Regions from separate parts of the Sus scrofa genome. Here region 2 is linked to region 1. Evidence: chromatin contacts called from public HiChIP or PLAC-seq data. All regions are on one chromosome and are shown on one strand. Each heading gives the region's core, a stretch centred on a gene start, on an enhancer-like site or on the middle of the called end of the contact. The rest is flanking DNA. Distances are from core to core; before and after follow the strand shown.

What was found. HiChIP or PLAC-seq counts read pairs in DNA pulled down with a chosen protein or histone mark.
Region 2: an H3K27ac HiChIP or PLAC-seq map of alveolar macrophages shows a contact between it and region 1. The contact joins the enhancer-like site here to the promoter of METTL14 in region 1. A contact is called at or near these places in 1 of 5 promoter capture datasets (liver), 11 of 47 Hi-C or Micro-C datasets (brain, embryonic fibroblasts, fetal skeletal muscle and 4 more) and 2 of 2 datasets of contacts at active chromatin or transcription factors (alveolar macrophages and skeletal muscle).

Annotation. Positions count from the first base shown.
Region 1 is chr8:105,051,606-105,056,811 of Sscrofa11.1, reverse strand. METTL14 (N6-adenosine-methyltransferase subunit METTL14) reads left to right here and starts at 3,209. Exons shown (of 11, transcript XM_003129231.6): 1 at 3,209-3,455. The coding sequence starts at 3,390.
Region 2 is chr8:105,190,315-105,195,520 of Sscrofa11.1, reverse strand. PRSS12 (neurotrypsin) reads right to left here. Exons shown (of 13, transcript XM_003129227.4): 12 at 2,130-2,410; 13 at 1-512. The coding sequence ends at 205. Among named protein-coding and RNA genes, the nearest start is that of PRSS12, 71 kb to the right of the region's middle. Within about 2 kb of position 2,255, at least 12 of the 83 cell types and tissues checked have an H3K27ac peak or open chromatin away from gene starts, as enhancers often do. A contact at or near this core is called in alveolar macrophages and liver, where this site is marked.

The DNA.
Region 1 (5,206 bases), core at 1,960-4,459:
CAGATTAAGGATTTGACATTGTCACTGCAGTGGCTCTGGTTGATGCTGTGCCCTGAGTTTGATCCCTGGCTCCTGAACTTCCGTATGCCATGGGCGTGGACCAAAAAAAAAAAAAAAAAAAAAGCAGAAGCAGCAGCACTTAATGATGATACTATATCATCAGTCGTTGAATGTATGTTTTATTTTTGATTCATCACAGGATGTACTTTCTCTTTCCAATTTTTTTAAAATATTTCACATTCTGGAGGGAGAGAATATTCAACTCAAAATAAGAAGTAAGTTGTAAAACCAAGCAAATTAAAAACAACATAAAGCATTAAGGCTGTCAGTTTGAATGAGCTACAGCACAAAACTTCCTACACTTTTATAAACCACAGAGTAAACTCCAAAATGTATTTTGCTTCATAAACAACTTCATTTCTTATGTAAGTATGGTGATTTTCATAGAGAAAACTCTATATTCTATTACAGTTATTTCAAACAAGTTTTTTTGGTTTGGGTTTTTTCTTGTCTTTTCTTTTTAAAGGCTGCACCGGTGGCATATGGAAGTTCCCAAGCCAGGGATGGAGTCCAAGCTGCAGCTGAAACCCATCCAGCTGGGGCAGCACTGGATCCTTTTAACCCACTGCACCAATCAGGGTTCCAGCCCTTGCCACTGCAGTCAGGTTCTTAACCCATTGCACCATAGCAGGAACTCCCAGAATTTCTTCTTAACTCACTCTATATAGTATTGCAATAGGTTTTTTAAAATGTATTTATTATATTTTTAAAGCATTTAAACTATCAAGAAGAGAGAAGAGTAAGAGGCTTTAAAAATACTTATAATTAGGAGGACATGCATGTATTAAAAAAAAGGGCATTCTGGTTTGAGTCCACTTTGGAAGAGGGGCATTTCCCTTCATTTGGGTGAGCAAAATGCCTATTCACAACACTGATAGTTCAGATCAACACTCAGCTTATGTGACTGCCAGATGCTGCAGCTGATTTGTGAAGAAATCACACTTTAATTCATCCATACAAATTAGCATTGTCTTTTATAGTATAGGCCCCTTGGAAGTTAGCACATTTTTTCCAGTAGTGCTGCCATTACTCAGCAGACTACTTCTGTTTTAAAAATTGCCTTTCAGAGCTAGTTCTTGAGAAATACATGACAATTAGAGTCTAGTCCCACTCACTTTTGGCCTAGCTGACCCACCTGCTTTTTTTTTTTTTTTTTCCTTTTTAGGGCCACACCTGCAGCATATGGAGGTTCCCAGGCTAGGGGTCAAATTGGAGCTGCAGCTGCCAGCCACAGCCACAGCAATACCAAATCCAAGCCAAGTCTGTGACCTATACTGCAGCTCAGGGCAACGTTGGATCCTTAACCCACTGAGCAAGGCCAGGGGTCCAACCTTCATCCTCACAGATACTGGTTGCATTCTATCACTGAGCCACAGTAGGAAAACCCCCACCTGCTTTTGATCTGGAAGATTTAACAATATTTTCTTTTTTTTTTTTTTTTTTTTTTTTTTAGGGCCGAACCTGTGGCACATGGAGGTTCCCAGGCGAGGGGTCCAATGAGAGCTGTAGCCTCCAGCCTATGCCACAGCTCACAGCAACACCAGATCCCCAACCCACTGAGCGAGGCCAGGGATCGAACCTGAAACCTCATGGTTCCTAGTCGGATTCGTTTCCACTGCGCCACAACAGAAACTCCTCCAACAATATTTTCAAAATTTAAATCTTCTCTCAAAGAATAAAGACTTGTTACTAATGTTGGTACGTACTTGCCACAATTTCCAATTAAACTTGAGGCAACATGATGTCTTTATTTCTGCTGCTTTGAATTCAGAATAAGATGATAAATGTTGTGTATAATGGTAATAACTTTAGACTTGGGTCTTTGCTGCCTTCCTGTTAAAAGAGGAGAATCATCACTGAGCTCCCCAGCCCTGCCCTTCCCTCTGCCTCTTTCCACAAGCAGGTAATTTCAGTAGGCTACTTGTTTTCATATCTTAGGGTTATTTCCAGCTAAAACACAAAAAGGGGGCTTCTGGCCTCTGACTTCTAGGACATGAACCAAGACATATTTTACTACCACCCACCCACTTCCCTAACGAAAACACTCCATAAAATTCATCGTGGTAAAATAGGAAACTTTTTGGAGTTTAGGTAGTGGCTAGGCAGATTAAGGAGCCCACACTATCTTTCTGAGAATGAGGGTTGGCTCCCTGGCTTCCCTCAGTGGTTTAAGGATCTGGCATTGCCTCAAGCTGCAACACAGATGCATCTTGGATCCTCTGTTGCTCGCAGCTGTGGTGTAAGCCATCAGCTGCACGTGCGGCTGTAAAAACAAAAATTAAATTAAAAAATAAAAATAAAATAGGAAACTTCTCAAAGGCTAATAAGTTGTGAAGAAGAGCCCCGGCAGAGGAAGTAGTTGTTCCCTGCCTGAAGGGGAAAGTAAGCGTAAAAAAAAAAATCTTAATAATAATAAACACTTCCATAGCAGTATGTGTTTGGCTGTGTTTATTCTTTCAATCTTTGCAACTCTGTGAGGTAGGCACTCCTCAAGCCCATTTTAGAAATAAGAAAAATAGAGGCTCAAAGAAATTGATTGACTAGCCAATCACTCAGCTAGTGCAGGGTTCAAACCCCGCAATTTGACTCGAATTCGTGCTTTCAGCAAGACAATGCTATCCAGTAATTTTTATTTTATTTATTTTTGTCTTTTTAGGGCCAAACCCGGGGCATATGGAGGTTCCCAGGTTAGGGGTGGAGTCAGAGCTACAGCTGCCGGCCTAAGCCATCCTAGCCGAGACTGCAACCTACACCACAGCTCAACGCATCGCAAGTCCCTTAACCCACTGAGCAGAGCCAGGGATGGAACCTGCGTCTTCATGGATGCTAGTGAGATTCCTTTCTGCTGAGCCACGATGGGAACTTCTACCCGGCAATTTTTAAAACGTTAGGACTAGCAACTGAGGAATTTACGGCAAAAGGAATCAACGAAGCGGCCCACAACTCCTAACACACCAAGGGAGCCTTAAGTCTCATAAAGGAAAGCTCAAATGAGAGGCCCGGAGACCAGCCCACTCCATTTTTGACAGCTGCGTCCACCAAACCGCAAAGCTTTCCGAAACCTCTCCTGGGCTGGTGTTGCAGGACCCTCATTGGTTCCCTTGTAGGTGCCGTCAAATCGCAGGCATCCAGGAAGAGGCGGGACTTCCGGTCTGGAGGAGCAAATTCGGACCGCACCGGAAATACCTATTGAGGAAAAGAATATTGGGTACCCGCCGCTGGAAGCTGCTGGAGAATCTTGTGTTCCACACATTCGGAAGAAAGATTGGTGGGGGAATTTATCTCCTCATTGCCAAATTTTCGACGTAGTGGAAAACAAGAGTTGGGCCATGGACAGCCGCTTGCAGGAGATCCGGGAACGGCAGAAGTTACGGCGACAGCTTCTCGCGCAGCAGGTCCGCGGCCCTGGGAGGGGTCGCGAATGCGCGTGCGCGGCCGCTCTCTTGCCTCCACCCGTAACCCCCGTTTTCTGTCTCCTTACCTTCCGGGGTGCAGTCCCTTTTGCTCCCATGACCTTAATCCCTGGGCCTGCCTCTTGTTCTCAACTCACGTGGTGCCCCGAATCTTTTCCATGCGAGGTCATTGTGGTGGTGCTAAACCGAACGCCACGTTTGAGTGGTCTTCAGCAAACTTGATGGCCCGCGCAGTGTCTGGCACAGTGCTCAGTGATGGGGATACAAAGCTTTGGTTTTTGTGTGCAAGTTACCGCAGTTCAAGCAATGAAAAGTGACTTGTTTTCCCCTAAATTTCTCTTCACTACTTAAACAGTTGTTTGCCTTTCTTCATAGTCAGCGCTTAATTCTTAAGATTGTGGCTTCCTTGTGAAATAGATTTACAGTATCTTCTCTGGGATGATGTCTGAAGATTGCATTGGAAGTAGCCTGGGTGTAAATCTTAGATTCTGTATCTTGTGTGTTGCAGTCGATTGTGCTGTGTACGGTAACCTCGTCAACACCTACAGCTAATGTTTGAATTCTTACTCTGTATCAGTCACCACAAACGTCTGAAATAGGTAGTATTATCATCACTTAACAGATAATGAAACAGAAGCTTCAGAGGTTAAGTCATTTTTGACCCGGGTCTTTCACCGCTAGGACAGAAAATTGAACTCAGGTTTGTCTCTCCAAAGCTTATCTTCATACTCCCTGTGTATAAGTTAGCATTTACTTAAAGTATAGACTGCTACTTAAGTCTGAGGCTGTGTTTTCCATTCTATCATTCAGATCAGTGAAAGTGATGGGGGAAATGCTCATAGGCTTTAATAGGGCATCTTATTTTTTTTCAGTAATAAATCTTGTTTTTAGTAAGTGGAAATCTGAGACCTTTTCTTTTATGATGTCTTAAAAAGATTTATGGTACAGTGTTTAAAAAGTGGGTATTTGGAATCAGATCTGTCCCTGTCCTTTTGGTGTTGTGATTTTGGACATATCAGGTATCTTTTCCAGGCCTTTCTTTTCCCAGTTTTTTTTTTTTTTATCATGTTATCTTCAAAAATGATCAGTAGTTCTATTACCCCCACTGTTTAGTTTTGAATTCAAACCTCTATTTGATTCAAAATACATTTATAAACAGTTATTTGAGTGTCTCACTATATGCGAGAAGCTCTCGTAGACATTGGGAATTCAACTATGAATAATAAGTAGTCTTACCCTTGAAGAGCTTACATGGTGTGCAGAATTTAATAATGGCAGCCATTTATTAAATCCCTTGTATTGTTAAGACTCTGCCAAGTTTTTACTTATATTTGATCGTACAAGTCAGGTGCTGTCTGCACCTTATAGATGAAGAAAATAAAGCTCAAAGAATTTAGTTACATGCTGCAGTCCACAATGCTTTTAAGTTTGCAGGATGCAGTTTTAGGCCTTTGCATGCCCTTTGCAATACACCTAGTTGCCTCCTGGTGTAGTTGGACAGGAACCATTCCACTTAGGTAAGGATGTTCAATGTAGTCAATGACAGACTTCCACTTTTACCAATTTCAGCCTCTTTTTCACTTACTTTTCTCTGTATGAATAAGACAGACTGGTTTATTACTCTCCAGAATGTGATTTGTGCAATATATACTTGATTTTTAGTAATTGTCCTTCCTTTCTGATTTCTTTCTATCCACTGTGGCACACTCCAGGTCCAAACTTGATGAAATCTA
Region 2 (5,206 bases), core at 1,006-3,505, 140 kb before region 1:
AGTACTACATTGAGGTATCTGTAACCAAAATGTTCATCAAAAATTCTCAAGCAGCAAAGGGTACCCAATTTTTATCACAAAAAAATACAGAGAATTATGGGTCTCTCTCCATTCCCATTAGTTGGCATGTCTGGCTAAATGCCAATGCTGAAAATTTCCCAACAGTTCCTTTAAATACTGTTTTCTTGTGGTTTCCATGAAGGACTAGAGTTTGGTGACACTTTTTATCCAAGGTACAAAGGCTGAGACTTTGGTATAAACACCAGGGGAATCCTTGACCCCACAGCCATATCCCCAGGAGGTCACCCCATACACAACCCAGTTCTCTCCTGGCCGTTCACACATGAGGGGTCCTCCGCTGTCTCCCTGGCAGCTGTCCACACGTTTGTGTCCATGGAGGTTTCCAGCACAGAGCATCCTTCCTGTAAATCGACCCTTATAACGCTCTTCACAAAACCTCTTGGGAAGTAAGGGGATGGCTGCTTGTTGCAGAGTTCTGGAATAGGCTCGTCCTATGCAGGCCAAATAATTGAGTTAGACTCCAGCTAACAATCTTAGAAAAATTAAATGCAACAGTTTAAAAAACACTTATAATAGTTTTGAAATAAGCCCTATTATGGCATTAGTATAGTTTAAATTAGTGATAACCTAAATGGTTGGTTTTCTTTTTTTTTTTTTAACGTCTGCACTTAACTAAACCCTTCACTAAGCTGTTTCTCAGTACTGAGGTTTTTGAAGAATACTTGAGTGACATTTATGGACTTGCCTAAGAGCAAGCACATTTGTGCAGGCTTTAGAATTTGCATTCTCTATAAAAACACTGAGGATGCATTCATGCTGGTTTTGTATTAGCATATCCATTCCTCTAAGACTCATCTACTTCACTGACTTTTGAGGATTTTAAGTGACAATTACTATCCTAAATAGAAATGTGGTATTTTATAAAAATGATTCAGAAACAAATAGGGTACAAATAGGCTTAAGTTTAACCACTTGATATTTTGTTTTGGTTTTGGCCATAACCCTCAGCATTCAGAATTTCCCAAGCCCAGGACTGAACCTGTACGACAGGAGTGTCAACATCGTATCCTTTACCCACTGAGCCACCGGGGAAGTCCAGGACTCATTATTTACTAGTAAGCCACTAGTTCTTTGTGTAGTGACCAAAATGTTTAATTGATAGGTCCCCCATGATAGCCTTTTCTTGGATCTAAATTTCACCGTTATTCTCCAATCCAATTTACTCAACTGGAATAATTCATTGTAAGACATTATGGGAGTTCTCATGTGGTGCAGTGGCTTAAGGGTTTGGCACTGTCACTGCATTAGCTCCAGTCCAGATTTCAGGTAGCATGAGATAAAATGAACACTGAAATAATTACTCACTAAAACCTCACTGGGATTATCACCTGTGGAAATACATATTTGATGCTCTTTGCAAGAGTATAGTTAACAGTGCTAATGATTTTTAATGGAGAGCAGTCAGCTTAATCACTTCTCCGTACTCAACAGTCATTTGTGATCAATCACCTAGTCCAGGTGAGACCTAGTTCCGTTTCAGAGACCATCTTGAGCAAACATCAGTCGAGGTTAACTCTAGCAACACTACTTTCAAAAGCTGTTTGCCTGAGAGAACATAAACTGAACACTACACTCCTGCTCGAGGATGGGAAGATGGGAAGAACGGGAAGCAGGTGGCAATGAAGGAGAAACTCAAGGGGGTTGGATCCCTCCCCTTGAACCTTGGTAGCTCTACTTTTTGTCTGCTCTTTATTTAGGAATTCTCCATAAGATTTAGTGTGAAAAAGTGCTCCACCATTACAAAGGAACCGTCAAACACCAAAGCCCCCTCCTGGGGTAGCTACATCAAAGTCATGTGGGAAAGCCTTTTAAAATACTGCTAGCCAGGCCCTAGTCCTGAGGTAGGGCCTAAATTCTAATAGGAATCACAGTACCCTCAGCAGATGAATCCAAATTACATGCTTGCATCTCACTTGGCATAGTTAGCAAACAACAAAGCCTCAACCCCTTTAAGATTTTATTCCCCACTCTACACCCCAATGTATGGATAATCTCACACACGAGGAAGTGCCCAGGTCTTGTTTGTTCCTTTGTTTTTGTTATGTTACCTGTGTCGCCCCATCCGGTTATGTAACAATTGGAGGCTGTTTTCTGTGGCCTCTCTCTCCAGAGCGGCAAACAGGCTGGCAAAACGTGGCTGCTGAATCTGGCACATTGCTCTTCTGGACCTTGTAACCTAACTAGGGCAATGTCGTAGTCACTGCTGTCCGGTCGATACTGCCTGTGAATCACAATCTGCTGAACTCCGATTTCTTCTTCAAACTCTTCTGGCACAAGAGTATGATAATCCCCAACTCGAACAGCATAGTTCCTCGTGCTGTTGCCATACCTGAGAAGCAGAGAGAGCTAAGGTGTCTCAGATGTTGAAAACTGGTCACTATCTGCCAGGAAGTTTGACAGATACTTTCAAGCCTCTCTTCCAAATTATTAACCCCTTTTATAAGGTTAACTTTACATTTCTCTGACCTCACCACTCTCCTCCTACTCTAACCCACTGTCATGACTTTTTTTCTTCACTCATTAGTCTCTCATCTGCTCTACTTTTCCTTTTTTTTTTTTGAAAACAGTACTTGACAACAATCCAATTTGCTATTTTTTACATATGTTGTTCTCTGTCTCCCTCTGCCTGAGTAAGACGGACTCAAGGGCAGGGATATTTGTCTTCCACATCTAGAATAGTGATGCCACTTAAGTAGCAATGTAGTACATGTTTATTAATTTAGTGAATGAAAAAATGTATATTTTTTAATGAGCGTGTCTTTTTTCCATAGAAACTATTCAATTAAAATAGAAACACAGTATTTACTTGATTGAGAGTTCTCAGCCTGTTTTTCAGCCAACATAACCTTGATTCTGATACATCTGCTGAAAGCAGTTTCTCAACCTCAGCACTACTGCCATTTGGGGCCAGATGGTTCTCTATTCTAAGGAGCTGTGCTGTGCATTGCATGATGTTTAAAAGCATCCCTGTACTAGAGGCCAGTAGCCTGCGCGCGCGCACACACACACACACACACACCACCCTAGTCTGACAACCAAAAATGTCTTCAGACATTGCCAAATAAACACTAAGGTACAAATTTTCCACATTTTAGAATCACCAACCTAGAGTACAGGATCTGGCCCACCTCCTGGTCACTTCCTCTTTTCTCACTGAAGAGTTCAGCCCCTGCCCACTTCCCCTCTACTGCTACTTACAAAGTTCTCAATGACTCAATTCCCGGCAATTTTCTTTCCCATTTAGTTCCCTAACCTCCTCACGTGCAGAGTACATCCTCCACTTCATCTCAGCCCCCCACCTGGAGTTGATACTCACCAAATACGACACGTTTTTGAAGTCTCAATTTCAAGCACCTCATACTCAACTACGTCCTATCTTTATAGTTTCACAGCTGTACAGTTCTTGAACGACACTGGACTTTAGTCCTTGGGTGCCTCTAGTTTTTTCATTTCAATCTCACTCTGCTTATGACATCCCTTCTTACCAGGCTTGGATTCCATAATCACCCTTTTGCAAAAACGTTCAATCCTTTCCTTTTATCTGCCAAAACTCCAACTCTAGGTTTATCAACTTACCACCTACCTTCTACGAGCATCTAACTGTTGAAAGGGAAAAAGATTTAACAGCTCTCACCTTAATTTTTTAATCAAAACTTCAAAGTCTTCCACTGGGCATAAGGCCTGTACTTGAATATGAATTTAGAGAAGTGGTTTTCAAAAGTTGGAATTTTCTAATGATGATCTACTTTAAATATAAGCTTTCATTTACTCCTATAAAATTACTGGAAGTTATAAGTTGCTCAAACATTCTAATAGCCCTAAATAGGTCTCTGACAACATTGCAATATATAAACTGATTTTCTTAACTATGTCAGCTCAAAAAACTGAACAATGCAACAAAGATGATTTAGCTTATATAAGCACTTGCTAGTGACCTATGAAACTAAACTTTCCTGCAATTCCTTATAATTCTGCTTTCAACCTTAAATCATCACATATCTTTTAAAGTTTAGAAGGCTTTTTTGAATATATTGCATATAGAGACTATCTTCTTGTGGGTTCCACTTTGAACTTTAAATAAGTTTAGGATTATTTCACATCCTGAAACTGTAAAAAGTAATAGTCTTGAAGTATAATCAGATATTTAAATGACTCTCACTTCTGCTTTCTGTGTACTGATACTACTGTATTATAAAAGTTCTATACACCTCATTAATGTACTCAGGTTTAAAGTCAACCCCCAAGTGATTTAACACCTTTCTCACAAGAATAACTATCAACACATCCTTGAAAGTGCTGCTGAAATGTTTCATGTAGCTTTGGAATGGAAGAAGTTCTCTCGAGTCGCACTATCCAATACAGTAGCCAGTAGCCACATGTGGCTATGGGAGCACTTGAAATGTGGTTGGTCCAAAATAAGATTTGCAAAAAGTACAAACTATGCTCAGGACTTTGAATATTTAGCATGAAAAAAAGAATGCAAAATACATGGCTTCTATAGAAAATAAGAGTATCAAATAGCTCAATTTTATATTTTGCAATGATAATGTTTTGGATATACTGAATTAAAATATATCATTAAAATTAATTTTGGTCATTCGGTTTTTTAATCTTTTTATGTGGCTACTAGGAAATTTAAAGTTACATATGATTTGCACTTGTGGCTCACATTTTATTTCTATTGGATAGCATTGGTCTAGAGAAATAGTTTGGCATAAACTAGGCATCCTATTTCATTCTGGAGGTTTGGGTTTTTTTGGCCATGCCCACAGCATGTGGCAGTTTCTAAGCCAGGGATTGAACCCATGCCACAGCAGCAACATAAGCCACTACAGTGACAACCCTGGATCCTTAATCTCCTGCCCCAGAAAAAAACTCCTTATTTTATTTTTTTTTAATGCAGTCTCTTATGTTGATTGTAACCTTTATTTATTTATTGTCTTTTTAGTGCTGCACCTGCAGCATATGGAGATTCCCAGGCTAGGAACTGAGTCAGAGCGGTAGCCCCTGGTCCATGCCACAGCCACAGGAACGCCAGATCCGAGCCGTGTCTGCGACCTACACCACAGCTCACTGGCATCCTCATGGATACTAGTCAGATTCATTTCCACTGAGCCACGATGGG